2 separate regions of the Gossypium hirsutum genome follow, and region 2 is linked to region 1. A link is a contact called in public Hi-C data. All regions are on one chromosome and are shown on one strand. The core of a region is the stretch at or near the end of the contact, and the rest is flanking DNA. Distances in the headings are between cores, read along the strand shown. Region 1 holds the start of LOC107922283 (U-box domain-containing protein 11). Region 2 holds the start of LOC107921395.

Region 1 (6,902 bases), core at 1,480-3,979:
AATAAAAATATGCATATGGTGAGAATTGATACTACCTCAATTGGATTGGTAAAACATTAAATTTACCACTCAATCAAAACATTATTTTAATACATTTTAAACAATTTTGTTTTAACATGCACAATTTATTATCTCCATGAGTTCAATGTCTATACTTACTATATAAAGCCCTTTACTGAGTTGGTTTCATCCATAAATCGGGTCCCAACTCAGTTAGGGAAATTACACTAATGTTCGTACGCATTTAAAATAAATTATATTATTTGAGAGTACTTTAATCTTTTTATTTAAAAAAACTAATAAAAATATGCATCTAAGACCCATCTTAATGGGTTAGTAAAACATTCAATTTATCACTCAACTAAAGTTCTATTTTAATATTTCATATAGTATTATAATTAATTAGTTTGAACCATATTTTTATTATTTATTATATGTTATTTTTAAACACACATTTATATTTTAATATAGATATAATTAATAAATATATGATTTCTACACATATGCATATGATAATATTTCTAATATTTTCTTTCATTTTTTAAGGTAGGAAATGTTTGTTTCATAGTTCATATTTTGCCGTGTAATATCTTTCTTTCTTTTTTCTAAAAGATTATTCATCTATCAAAAGAATCATAAATGAATTTCTTAAAATATATACATAATTTAATTATTCAATGTCATAAACGAATTTATTTTATAAAAAAATACATAAAATGACGTGAAATAATCACTTTGTATCTTCTACGAAGTAATATTTATAAAAGGTTTAATCCATAAAATAATTTAAAAAACCAATTAAGTTTGAAATTGAAAGTTGTTGTAATTTGAGTCTTTAATTCAAAGTTAACATTCAATTGAGGCACTGAAATATAATTATTTGTTAAAGTCCGTTTTAGTATTAATTTGATGTGAAGAGTTAAATTGATTTTTAATTATTTAAACTTGAAAATGATTAAATATTATAAAAAATTTATTTTGAAACTATAAAAAATAGAAATTATATTACATGCGTATGTGTGCGGAAATTGTATACTTAAAATATGGAGATGTGTTTGAAAATAATAGACAATAAATAATGAAATGTATGATTTGAAACTAATTAATATTAAAAAATATTAAAATGAAAAAATATATTAAATTGTGAGTAAATTTAAACATAGTAAATGCTTCATATTTAAGAATACTAAATGCACTACAATTGTTTACCATGGTGTTGTAGTCAATCTTGAATTAACGTCGAGTTGTAATAGTATAGATATGCAATTGGTGAAGGTAATAAAATGTACATAATAAAATTAAAATGTATAAGTAAATAAAAATAAAGTTTTGGTTGAGTGGTAAATTTATAATATTTTTAATATTCAAATTTCACTTTATGCACATTTTTATTATTATTATTTTAAATTAAAAGACTAAAGTACCTTAAAATAATATAATTTATTTTAAATACGAAATGTTATTTTTTTTTAATTTTCCTAATCGAGTTGGTGTCAGGTTGACTCATGACACCAATCCAATCAGAGATTTTATTAATAGTATAGATATATAAAAATTAATTATAAAAATATAATGACATTATAACATATTATTAATATATTATAAAATTTGATAGAAATTATAGACTTTTAATATATATATATAACTATGAAAAATTATAAATATTATATAAAGTTTAGGCCCACTTTTTGGGTCGGGTCAAGCTCGAGCATAAAAAAATAAGCCTAAAATATTGCATCGACCTGGTTCGATCCATGACCAGGCCTACTCCAAACCTTCAAAATAACAAAAAAAAAATGTTTATGATTTTTATAATTTTTTTTATTTTTATCATTTTAATAAATTTTATATAATTTTCTATGACCTTTTATAGTATTTTATATATTTAAAAATATTTATATAGTTTTATAGTATTCTATATAATTTCTAAAATATTATAATATTTTCATAACATATTAATAATGTATAATAATTTTTCTAAATTTCTAAAGTATTTTAATTTTTAAATAAAATGGAAAGTTTTCCTATAATTTTTATAAATTTCCAAATTTACTATAATATTTTAACAAATTTTAGGTTAAAACTTTGAAATCAGTTTGTTTTGTTATATCAAATGTGAGATCAATCAGTTTTTCTACGTGGGTTGCTTCTTAATTATCACATCAATATTGATTGATTTCGGTTTGTTTAAATTGTTTTATGGAACATTTAAGCGATTAAACATTTATAAAACCCAACATTTAAATAAAATATGAAACGAATCCCCTGCATTTACCCGATAATTTGAAAAATTGTTTATAGTTTCAAATGTTACCTAAATTTAAGTCGTATTAATCCTAAGATAATCATCCCAATATATATATATGAGTCGGCCTCGGCCTGCCCTTAATTTTATCCGCCCTTAAAAACAAGAGATTGGGCGATTTAAAGGGGGAAAAAGGACGAAAAAGTAATATTTGGCGCCGCAAAATCAGAGAAACCCAGCTGTAAGCCGCCAGCTTTACTCGTTTTCTAGTTCGTTGCGGTTGTTACTTATCGTCAAACCTTTGTTTTGAAGTTGCTAACCACGTCTTCTCACACCCAAGTTTGATGCATATTAGACATAATTATTGATTAAGGATCCCTAAATATTATATCTTGAAAGTACAACATGCAAAAATAAAGAAAGTAGAATAGTTTGGACATTCTTTATATTAATTATATAGCTGGGTGGTGGACAAAATGAGAGCATGGCAATAATGAACAACTTTACAGGCTAGCAAGAATAAAATTGTGGAAACGCAAGACTAAGCTGGATGAGATGATAAAATGAGGAGTGTGTGATATCACATACATAAGAATACGAGAATAATGGGGTAGTTGTTGAAATACAAATCATAAGATTCCAAAGCCAACTGTATCCCCTTTCCTTCCATTTTGGCTCACCGCCTGTCTCTCTCTTAATACCCTCCATTCTATTTCTTCTTCTTCTTTTTTTTTTTTAAATAATTCTTCCTTCTCTCTCTCAAAATGCATATCCTTCCTTTTCTTTCAACATCATCATAATCACTTCTCTGTTCTACTCCTATCAATCCAATCACGAGCCGACGCCTGGCTTTTTCACTAATGGCCGCCGGAGTCGTCTCCGACGCTTCTGCCGCGTTCTTGCTCAGCCTTGTCCACGATATTGTCCTCGGGGATCTGGCTGCCGGGATGTTTAAAAAGGATTGCACGGATCTGGTAAGGAGGATAGCTCTATTCACGCATTTGCTTGAGGAAATTAGGGATTTTGCAGCGTCTGATCATCCTCACGCTTCCTCCTCCTCCTCCTCCTCTTCCTCTTCATGGTCGGCTGATCTCGCCGTTGCTCTGCAGGCTGCAAAGCGTCTTTTGTCCGCCGCCTCCGCTCACCATTCCGCTAATTCCTCTGTAAACCCCCATCTCCTCTTCTTATATATATATAAAAGAACATTAAGTGCTAGTACATGATTCGATTAATACGTTTTTTAATGTTGATAATTGGCTTTGCCAAGTCCCACAAATATGTTTCATTTTGGTTTTAACTGACAGGCTCAGTTGTATTGCAAAATTGACAGAATTTGTTGACTTGTTTCTTCCTCGGATAATGTTCCACATTCTAATTACTGGCTCAGTTTGCATTAACTGACATTGATTAGCTTCATTTCGGAAAAAGTATGCATATAGAAACAACTTTTGGGCTAAAAATTTTCGAGTTAAGCTATCTGCCATGTTATCCGAAGTGAGTATTTGTCAAACAGGGGCATACTCGATTTTGTGTAAAGTTTTTAGGATCATTTACCTCTATATATGTGTTGAATATAGGTGTAAGATAGAGTATTTTAAGAGAAATAAGGGTTTGAATAACATAATCTATCCGAGTGCTAAGTCTATTTCTTGATTTTATTAATATGAACTTCTCCGCAATATTGTCGATTGCTAGTTTTTGTCTCACTAATTGTCGCAATTCCAATTAACTAATTGAATTGCACATCATGAAAAATGAAGAAGAAATTATGTCTTCTTTTTTTTTTTTTAATTTTTGGAGGTTTTTTTTTTTTTTTGTTACCAGAGTGACTGTTGCTGGGATTTTATTGTGGTTATATGTATTTGTTCTTAATATGTTATCTTATAGGTACGTCTCTGAAATTTGCTATATCTTAATTTAAGGATGGAGCTGCCAAAAGAATCTCTTTCCAATTTCAATGTGTTACATGGAAGTTGGAGAAAAGTTTAGCCAAAATTCCATTTGATCAGTTTCAAATCTCAGAGGAGGTTCAAGAACAGGTTTAGCTCCAAAATTTATAATGTGCTCTTCTTTTCTTTTTCTACATTGACTTTGCCTTTTTAACGCCAACTTCCATTTCTTTTTTCAGGTCGCATTGGTGAGAGCACAATTGAGAAGAGCGACTGAAAGATATGGATCTTTGAATTCAAGAAAAGTTTCGAATGCCATTTCCCAGCTACCGGAAAAAGAGCGCAGCAATACCAACCATGAAATTTCAGCGAAGCTGGATAGCATTCCAGAAAGTTGTACTACTCTAGGACATGCTGCTGATAAGGAAACTAAGATATTGGAAAGGGTGAATAGCTCTTCAATTCCTTCTGAGGTCTGCCTATCAAATGAGGTTGATTCCAAAGGGCAAGAGAATCTGGCTGCTAAGGGTGCTGAACAAACCAAGAAACCCGATACACTAGTAATACCTGTTGATTTCCTATGCCCTATATCTTTGGAACTAATGAGGGATCCAGTGATTGTGGCTACAGGACAGGTATAGTTGTGCCTGGCATGACTACTTATCATTTCGATTTTCATTTTTCTGTGATCAGCTTTTGCCTTCTGCCCTTCCTTTTTGGCCTGCGTTCTGATTAATCATTGTTTTGACTTTACAGACATATGAGAGATCTTACATACAGAGATGGATAGATTGTGGCAATGTAACGTGTCCAAAAACTCAGCAGAAGCTGGAGAATTTAACTCTAACCCCAAACTATGTTCTTAGAAGTGTAATAAATCAATGGTGTGCTAAACATAACATTGAGCAGCCTAGCGGATTAGCAAATGGTAGGCTCAAAAAGAGCAATGGGTCTTTCTGTGATATTAGTGGCGACATGGCAGCCATCCAGGAACTGGTCTCTAAGCTGTCAAGCCGGTGCTTAGAGGAACGTAGGGCAGCTGTGGCTGAAATCCGATCACTATCAAAACGAAGCACAGATAACAGGATACTAATAGCAGACACAGGAGCGATACCTGTTCTGGTCAACCTTTTAACAACAGATGATGCATCAATACAAGAACATGCAGTAACTTCTATTCTTAACCTTTCCATATTCGAAAATAACAAGTCTCTTATAATGCTTGCTGGTGCCGTTCCTTCCATTGTCCAAGTCCTCCGTGCCGGAAGCATGGAAGCAAGAGAGAATGCAGCGGCTACCCTTTTTAGTTTATCACTTGCAGATGAGAACAAAATAATAATTGGTTCATCAGGGGCAATACCAGCCTTGGTAGATTTGTTACAAAATGGAAGCAATCGAGGGAAGAAAGATGCCGCAACTGCTCTATTCAATCTATGCATTTATCAGGGGAACAAGGGCCGCGCCGTCAGAGCCGGAATTATTACAGCACTGCTGAAGATGCTTACGGATTCAAGAAACTGCATGGTCGATGAGGCTTTGACAATACTGTCAATCCTGGCTAGCAACCATGATGCTAAGGCAGCTATAGTAAAGGCTAGCACCATACCTGTTTTGATCGATCTTCTGAGAACAGGTTTACCTAGAAACTAAGAAAATGCTGCTGCCATTTTACTTTGTTTGTGTAAGAGAGATGCTGAGAATCTGGCATGCATTAGTAGGCTAGGTGCTGCCATACCATTGACGGAGCTCACCAAGAGTGGCACAGAAAGGGCCAAGCGGAAGGCTACTTCATTGTTGGAGCATCTTCGAAAATTACAGCAGCTTTGACCCTTTTTTGGTTGTTAACCAGAGAGTTCAGTTTGTTAAAATTTTTTTTTCTTTTAACAGTAATTGTTTGACAAAACTGGCATAATTCTATTCCTTTGAGTCATGAGAATTGAGGAGACGAGCATGAGATACAAAGCCATTCTCATTGCTCTCTAAGTATTCATTTCTTTTATTGATGAGTTCATTTGATTTCAATAATGATTAACTTATTGTAGTATTTTGTCATTTAGTGAGACGAAATGGTTTTAATTTACCAAGTATTTTCTGAGTAAATGAAATTTAGAACCTTTTTTGTTTTAACTTTAAAAAGGTTGTGTTGATTGATGAAATTTTATGATCGCACACTCGAATTACATTTGGCTAAAGCACGTTAAACGAAACACTATTTTGTATGCAATACATTTTTTTTATAAATATTTACTTAAAAGCCCCATCGGCATTTATTCTCCAATCCTTATTCTTGATAGGAAAATATAAGAATTTGTTTGCTTCTAAAAAATAAAAATTAAAAATATAATTTCTTCCTAATAAGTAAAATGCTTAATGCATAAGTTTAACATTTTCTATTTTTTTTTAAATGTATTTGATAAAAGTTATATATTTTGGTACCCGTCAATGATATTGTTAAATTTTTAGTGTTTAATTTGATGAAATTTTATAATTAGCTAATAACATTAACAATTAACTTTCATCAAATCAACCATAAAATCGGAATTAAATCACATCCATCCGTATTTGATAAATTAAACAAATCCACAATTAACACTAAAATTAGTCTATTAGAAAAATCATGAAAAATTCAAACCTGATACTATTAGCAATTAACTTTTATAAAATCAGTCCTAAAATTCGAATCAAACACTAAAAAGTTAACACTGTCACCTTTGGGCACCAAAATATATAAATTTTGTCAAATATAATACTAGATTAGATCGAAAAAT
Region 2 (6,651 bases), core at 3,828-6,327, 230 kb before region 1:
AGAGCAAGTGGTTAGTGGAAGACGATGGGGGAGAAACCTTCTATTTTTGGCAACACAATGTCAACTAGGGAAAAAAGGAATGTGGGGATTCTGAAATCAAATTCAGTGAATAAAGGTGAGAATTGGGATTCTATCCCAAAAGATTCTGTTTCTGTAAAAGATAAAGGAAAGTCTACTTTTGCTCTAGGCCCATTAAAACTTGGGGAAATGGATCAACATCATGATGGATTTGACGAGGAAATGGTAGCATATGAGGAAGCGAGTAGTCCAATGACGCATAGTGATGAACTTAAACGACCCCGCGTACAATTTAATGTTTCATGAGTTTTTGGAAATGATGATTTGAATGAAACTTTTGGTACTTCATTGCAAGTACAAAATACCAAAAGATTGGCAGGCCTTGCTAAGCAAGCCAGCCGGGAACAATGAAACTCCTAAGCTGGAATGTTCGGGGTTTAGGGAGGCCTCGAATTGTTAATCGTCTCCGGCATATGCTGAGAGACATAAATCCCACGGTGGTGTTTTTAATTGAAACGAAGCTTCAGAGTTGTAATATGGAAAAGGTCAGGCGTAAGTGTGGTTTTCCTAATGGAATAGATGTTGATTCAGATGAAAGAAGTGGGGGTTTATCTTTCGGTTGGGTTGAGAAACTTGGTAATCTGGTTGTCTGTCTCAACTTGCTTCCTCTTCTGGTTGACTCACTGCTGGAATTTGGAAGATTTAGTTGTTTATTCTTTGGGGAGTTTAGATTTGCAAAGAGCTTGAAAGACTGTAGAAATGAGAAGACGATTTCTTGTTTTGGGGCCTGTTGCTTTTTTGGTTTTCTATTTCCCTGTTATTTGGTGTTTCCTTTCATTTTTTCTTTTGGGTTTGTTGTAAACTTCTCTTATTTGGTTTTTTAGGCTCAAGTATTAAACGGACTTTATTTAAAAAAAAACTATTTTTTTAAAATACTCACTTTTACCATAAAAAAATATAAATTAAATTCAATTAGAGAAATTAGAATTATTAATTGATGACCTATTCAGCATGGAATGGAATGGAATATTCCAAGTTTTGAAAAGAAAGATGAATGCAAGTTAGAAAGGGCAATCCATGGATGCATGTGACTCTGTAGAGGCGGCTTTCAAGTTTCAAGTCCCGATGGTGGAGTCTAGGCGGCTATTTTTATTCCACATTTTCTTCCTTTCGCTTTAATAGTATTTGTAACGAATGAGTTTCCCAAGAAGATGCCTACCGCTCTTAGCTTAGCTTAGGCACTGAAACTTTGTTTATGGACCATTCAAGAGCATTCAAGAGAGAGGTCGATGACAAAAGTTGTATTCAACATCTTCATTATTTTATTTGGCAATCGAAAATGTAATGAATTTAATCATAAAATTTTATTTTTAAAATGATACGTTCATTATGCAAAAAAAAAGAGTAGTCCTATTTATTTAATTTAATTTAAATATAACTATTTTGAGCATGTAATTACATATTGTGGAAATAATTAAAAATAATAGGTAAAAGAATTCGTATAATGCGTACCAAAGCATTTTTACAGTTTTTATTTATGTTTTTAACCAAAAATACGTCTGCCCCTGCGTATATTACAATCGAAGAAGCCAAAGACGACGACAATGCTGTTAGTAAGATGTTGGAGATGAGAACAAACAGCGAAACAATACAGACCGTCCAAATTTCATCCAAAGGTTGAGAATATGCGGAGAATCGTATTGAAAAGCAAGTTGCCACTTCTTCAAACAAACAACACCCTTGATTTTAGAAAGTAAAAACGGAGGAAAGTTAAAGATAAGCATTGAAAAGAGCTCCAATAATATCTGATCCGCAAAGTGAAAAGTAAAAAATCAGAGAAGACCACCACCATCCATTTTATTTGTGTGGCCTGGGTCTTGACTTTGAGGAGTGGATGCCCTTTCCTCCATCCGCCTTTAAAACTACCCAACACATCCCTTTCTGTTTTCCATACGCCTCCTCTCCTGGCCTAAATCAATATCCTGGAGGGAAATAACCAACAGGAACTTTCTTTTTTCTTTTTCCACTTTACTATTTTACAATGCTGCTAATCTTTTGATTTCTGTTGATTCAATTTTTTATTTTTTTAATCATTTTCAATCTGTTTTTCTTATTATTTAGTACCCCCAACACACACACAAAATGGCAATTGCTTGGTCTGAAAAAGCTTCTTATGTGGAGGTTTTGTCTAGGCCTCCATCTTTATCTCCACCGGTCATCCTAACCCAAGACGAATTGAAAAAAATTGCCGCATACAAAGCCGTTGAGTTCGTTGAATCAGGAATGGTTCTGGGTCTAGGCACTGGTTCGACAGCCAAACACGCCGTGGATCGCATCGGTGAGTTGCTTCGCCTCGGCAAGCTCAAAAACATCGTAGGAATTCCCACCTCCAAGAAAACGCAAGAACAGGCTGTTTCTTTAGGCATCCCGCTCTCGGATCTCGACCACCATTCCACCATCGATTTAGCAATCGACGGCGCCGATGAAGTGGACCCACATCTTAATCTCGTCAAAGGCAGAGGTGGGTCCCTGTTAAGAGAGAAAATGGTGGAAGGGACTTGTAAGAAATTTATTTGTATTGTTGATGAATCCAAATTGGTTAAGCATTTGGGAGGGAGTGGCTTAGCCATGCCTGTTGAAGTTGTCCCCTTTTGCTGGAAATTCACAGCTAATAAACTCCAAAACCTGTTCGAAGATTCGGGCTGTGTGGCCAAGCTCAGGAATGATTCTAAAGGGAAATCCTTTGTAACAGATAATGGGAATTATACTGTGGATTTGTATTTGAAGAAAGACATTGGGGATTTGCAGGTGGCAAGCGATGCTATTCTGAGGATTGCTGGTGTCGTTGAACATGGCATGTTTCTTGATATGGCTACGACTGTTATTGTTGCAGGTGAGCTTGGGATCACCATCAAGAACAAGTAGAAACTGCGACAAAAATTACTCTTAACTCTTTTTTTTTTTTTTTACATATACTATTTAGGATTTAATATTTTGTAATAGGGGGGTAGATTTTTGGATTGCTTTTTAGCATACATCGATTCACGATGATGATAATGAGAAAGGTTGGCTTTCTCAAGTTTTGCTGTTTTAGGCAAATGAGGGAAGGACTTGGGATGTATGCCAACTATTATGATAATATAAATAACTAAATTTTAATTATTCTTTGGATGTTTGTTGTTTTGATGGAATTGTTATAGATTTGACTCATGTTGGCTAATAAATTGATTAAGTCCAAAAAATATAATCGGCATGGCAGCTTTGTATATTTTTATGACATTCAAATTAAACTTTAATTGCTACTCAAATAAAGCATTTGTTTGGAGAATCTTGGTGCCAATGAGAGTTTGATCCAAATGCTTGAAATTTAGTAGTCGTGGAGGCTGAGAGTACCAGAAGGCAGAACGTTCTGCCTAGGAATAGAGGTCTGACTGGGATAAACTTTCTCACAGGCTGGTCTTCTTTAAAGAAGGTTCGTTCCTTTGGAACCATATACTCCATAGTACAGCAAGCCATGGGTTTCATCCCTTCTCGAATGTAGAATGTCGGCTGGTTGAATTCTATCAACCCCAATGCTATAGGCCTAACAATATTGAGAAATATCTTGGTTTAAGGGTGGCTTTTTTAAGCCCTTCTTATACTTTTACACACTTGCATTCTGAGATGTCAAGTATTTTCATTTACTATTTGTCACGCTTTAAAGTTTCTAAAGACTTCTAGTGGTAGCATAGTGACGAAAAATCATTGAAATAATTGGGAAGCTCTTACTCCACCTAAATCACATGGAAGCTTGAGTCTTAGACGAGTTGCTAATATGAAGCAAGCCTTCCTAGCCAAGTTGTCTTGGAAATTACTTGATAAGAAAAGCTACCTCCAAACCAAAACGATTGGAAAAAATAAGCAAAGCATTCTCCATAGGGGAGGCAAGGCTTTTGGGTCAGAATCATTGGCCTTCTTCACATGGGTTTGATTCTTGGGCTTTATGTTTGAGTATTTAAATAAAAATTCTGGAGTTGAAAAGTAGTGGTTGACCCATTTTATAGGTTCGATTGAATGGGTAGTTTCTTTTTTGGTACAAGTCTAGATTTGAGCTACAAAATTTACAAACTCTGTCTAAATTGCTATTTAATTAATACCCAGAAAAACCACAAATCAAGATAAGTAATAAAAAAATAGCATCACCGACTCCGGCCCAAGTTCCAGGGATTGAGGTCTATCAAGTCATCCATTTATCTCACATTAAATTACTTGGATTCCAATTTTAATATATTTTGTCACGCACATAGGTCAAAATATAATTAGAAATTAAAATTTAAATAAAAATTAGAACTTGAAGATCGATGTGGCTTTTGGTAAAGCAAAGATTTGATTTGAAAAAAATTGAAAGACTATGAAGTTCACTTATCAAACATGATTGACAACTATAAAATAAAATCATATCAATATATAATCAAAATATAATAGAACAACTATACATGGTTACATGGTAGAATGGAAACCCAACCCAAATTTGAACTCACTATATAATAAGATGAATCACAGTAGGAAGAGTACGAAGATTGTAACATTTTGAATTAGAAGTAACAAATTTAGAGGTAAATGATCATAGGGAATTAGGGATAAGATGAAAGAGAAGTGCGGCGATTGAAGTTGGTAAGGTAAAGAGAAGAAGAAGAGTCATCCCCAAAGCAACGGCAGGCCTGGTTTCCATGAGCTTGGATTGCAAGCTCCCCACAGCTTGGCAAACATCGAGGTCGTACTTTTCTTTCTTGTATTGTTTCTCCCACTCCATCCAATGCTGGGGAGGCTCATAACTCTTCTCCACCCTCTGCATCTCCTGAATCCGCTTTCTCAACACTATCATGCTCTCATCCACTAGCTTCCCGTCGAAATTGTGACTATATGGCCCTGATGATCTTTTTGAAGCCATTACTTTGACATTTACCGTCTTTGCTCCTCCCAAACCCTTTCTCCCACCTATTAGGTCGCTGGAGAAGCGATGTTGTGGTGGAGGAGCTGAAGCTGAGGACTTAGAAAGACAAGAAGTAGTAGCCTGCATGGTTTTTGGACGTGAAGTTATCTCTGGAATAAGTGGCGCAATGATTTTGGGAAGAAAAAAACTAGAGAGTATTTATAGAAGAAAGAAGATGGTGAAGAACCGTTATTGAGTCAAAAACCTGGAATTTAGAGATTGATTTGGAAGAAAGGTCAGATAACGTGTGGGACACTCGATTTTTAATTGGAAGATTCTGTAGTAAGAAGTGGGAATGTACGTGCGTATCCTATGGGGGCGGCGCCAGTCACACCGCGTCCACTTGTATCTTCATCATTTCATGCAATTTTTAATCCCTCTCTTACACCTACTCTTCCTGCCCTTCTATATTTAATTCTTTATTCACCTAGTCCCATCATCTTTCTGTTTTCTTTTAACATTAAATATAAAATTAATACCTTTCATATTAGTATTTATATTTTTTTTTCTAGATTGGTACTTAGGTTCCGATTTAGGTGATGGAACAAAAATTTAGGTATCAATTTGGTAAAAAAAAACTTTAAATATTAATCTGAAAAAAAGTGAATAAATTTAAATACTAATTTTATATTTAACCTTTAATATCTAACATCCATTTTTACTCTTGAGAACCGCAGGATACTTTCCATATTTAATTTATTTTATATTATGAGCAAATACCCATCTATTAATTATGAGTAAATATTAATCGAAATGTTTAAACATATTATATTTAAAAATATATAAAAAAATAAAAATTTTATCATACATGTATCCGTGTAAAAATTATGTGTTTAGAACACAATTATACACTTAAAAATAACATATAATAAATAATGAAATGTAGTGTTCAAAACTAATAATAACACATATGTCATATGTACGAAATTAAAATAAAAAAAGTTTAAATTGTGAGTAAAATTAAATTTAAATAAGTAAATACGTCATATTAATAATATTCAATGCACTCTAATTATTTATCATGATATTATCAATTTTTTATAGCACGTAAAAAAATTACATTGGTTCAATATTAAAAATCTAATTATAAATAATTAAAGGCTTAATTGAATAAGAGGCCCATAAACTATGCTCTTTATTTGAATTAGATTCTTTTTTCTTTTGGTCGAGTTAGGTATATAAACTTCATTCCGTAATTAATGTTATCCCTATCATTACATCCATTAAAAAAAATCTTTGCAACCAATCAACAAGCGGCACGTGTCTTTAAAAATATAATTTATATTAATTTAACTAGAAATTTGAAAAATTTAAATAAAAGTATATTATTATTTAAAATAAAAATTATCCCTCCCTGCCTCCCAGCTTTGTTTATTTATTTTTAAGTTTTTTAATGTTTGGTTAGTGATAGTTAAAAGTTTTAAAATAGTGTTTGTGGTCATTTTTATAATTGTTTACCAACATATACTTGAACACGTTTACAAATAATATCATGAAGAATAAATTAACAAACAATAAATAAACATACATATTATCTTTTAGATATAAAATAATTAAATATAAATATTAATAGTTTTAATATAAATAGAATAAGCACATGAACTATAATAATATTATTAATTATACGATAACTGAACAGTAAATGAGTTTTAAATACACTT

What was found. A called contact is a pair of places that touch in the nucleus more often than the background predicts.
Region 2: a Hi-C map of leaf shows a contact between it and region 1, with 2.7 times the contacts expected there. The contact joins the promoter of LOC107921395 here to the promoter of LOC107922283 in region 1. A contact is called at or near these places in 2 of 34 Hi-C or Micro-C datasets (both in leaf).

Annotation. Positions count from the first base shown.
Region 1 is chrD01:48,613,241-48,620,142 of Gossypium_hirsutum_v2.1, reverse strand. It overlaps LOC107922283 (U-box domain-containing protein 11), which reads left to right and starts at 2,729. Exons shown (of 4, transcript XM_016852248.2): 1 at 2,729-3,408; 2 at 4,168-4,284; 3 at 4,374-4,769; 4 at 4,891-6,186. The coding sequence starts at 3,106. The coding sequence ends at 5,784.
Region 2 is chrD01:48,846,442-48,853,092 of Gossypium_hirsutum_v2.1, reverse strand. It overlaps LOC107921395, which reads right to left and starts at 5,077. Exons shown (of 1, transcript XM_016851251.2): 1 at 4,622-5,077. The coding sequence starts at 5,077. The coding sequence ends at 4,622. It overlaps LOC107920983 (probable ribose-5-phosphate isomerase 2), which reads left to right and starts at 1,757. Exons shown (of 1, transcript XM_016850829.2): 1 at 1,757-3,180. The coding sequence starts at 2,161. The coding sequence ends at 2,943.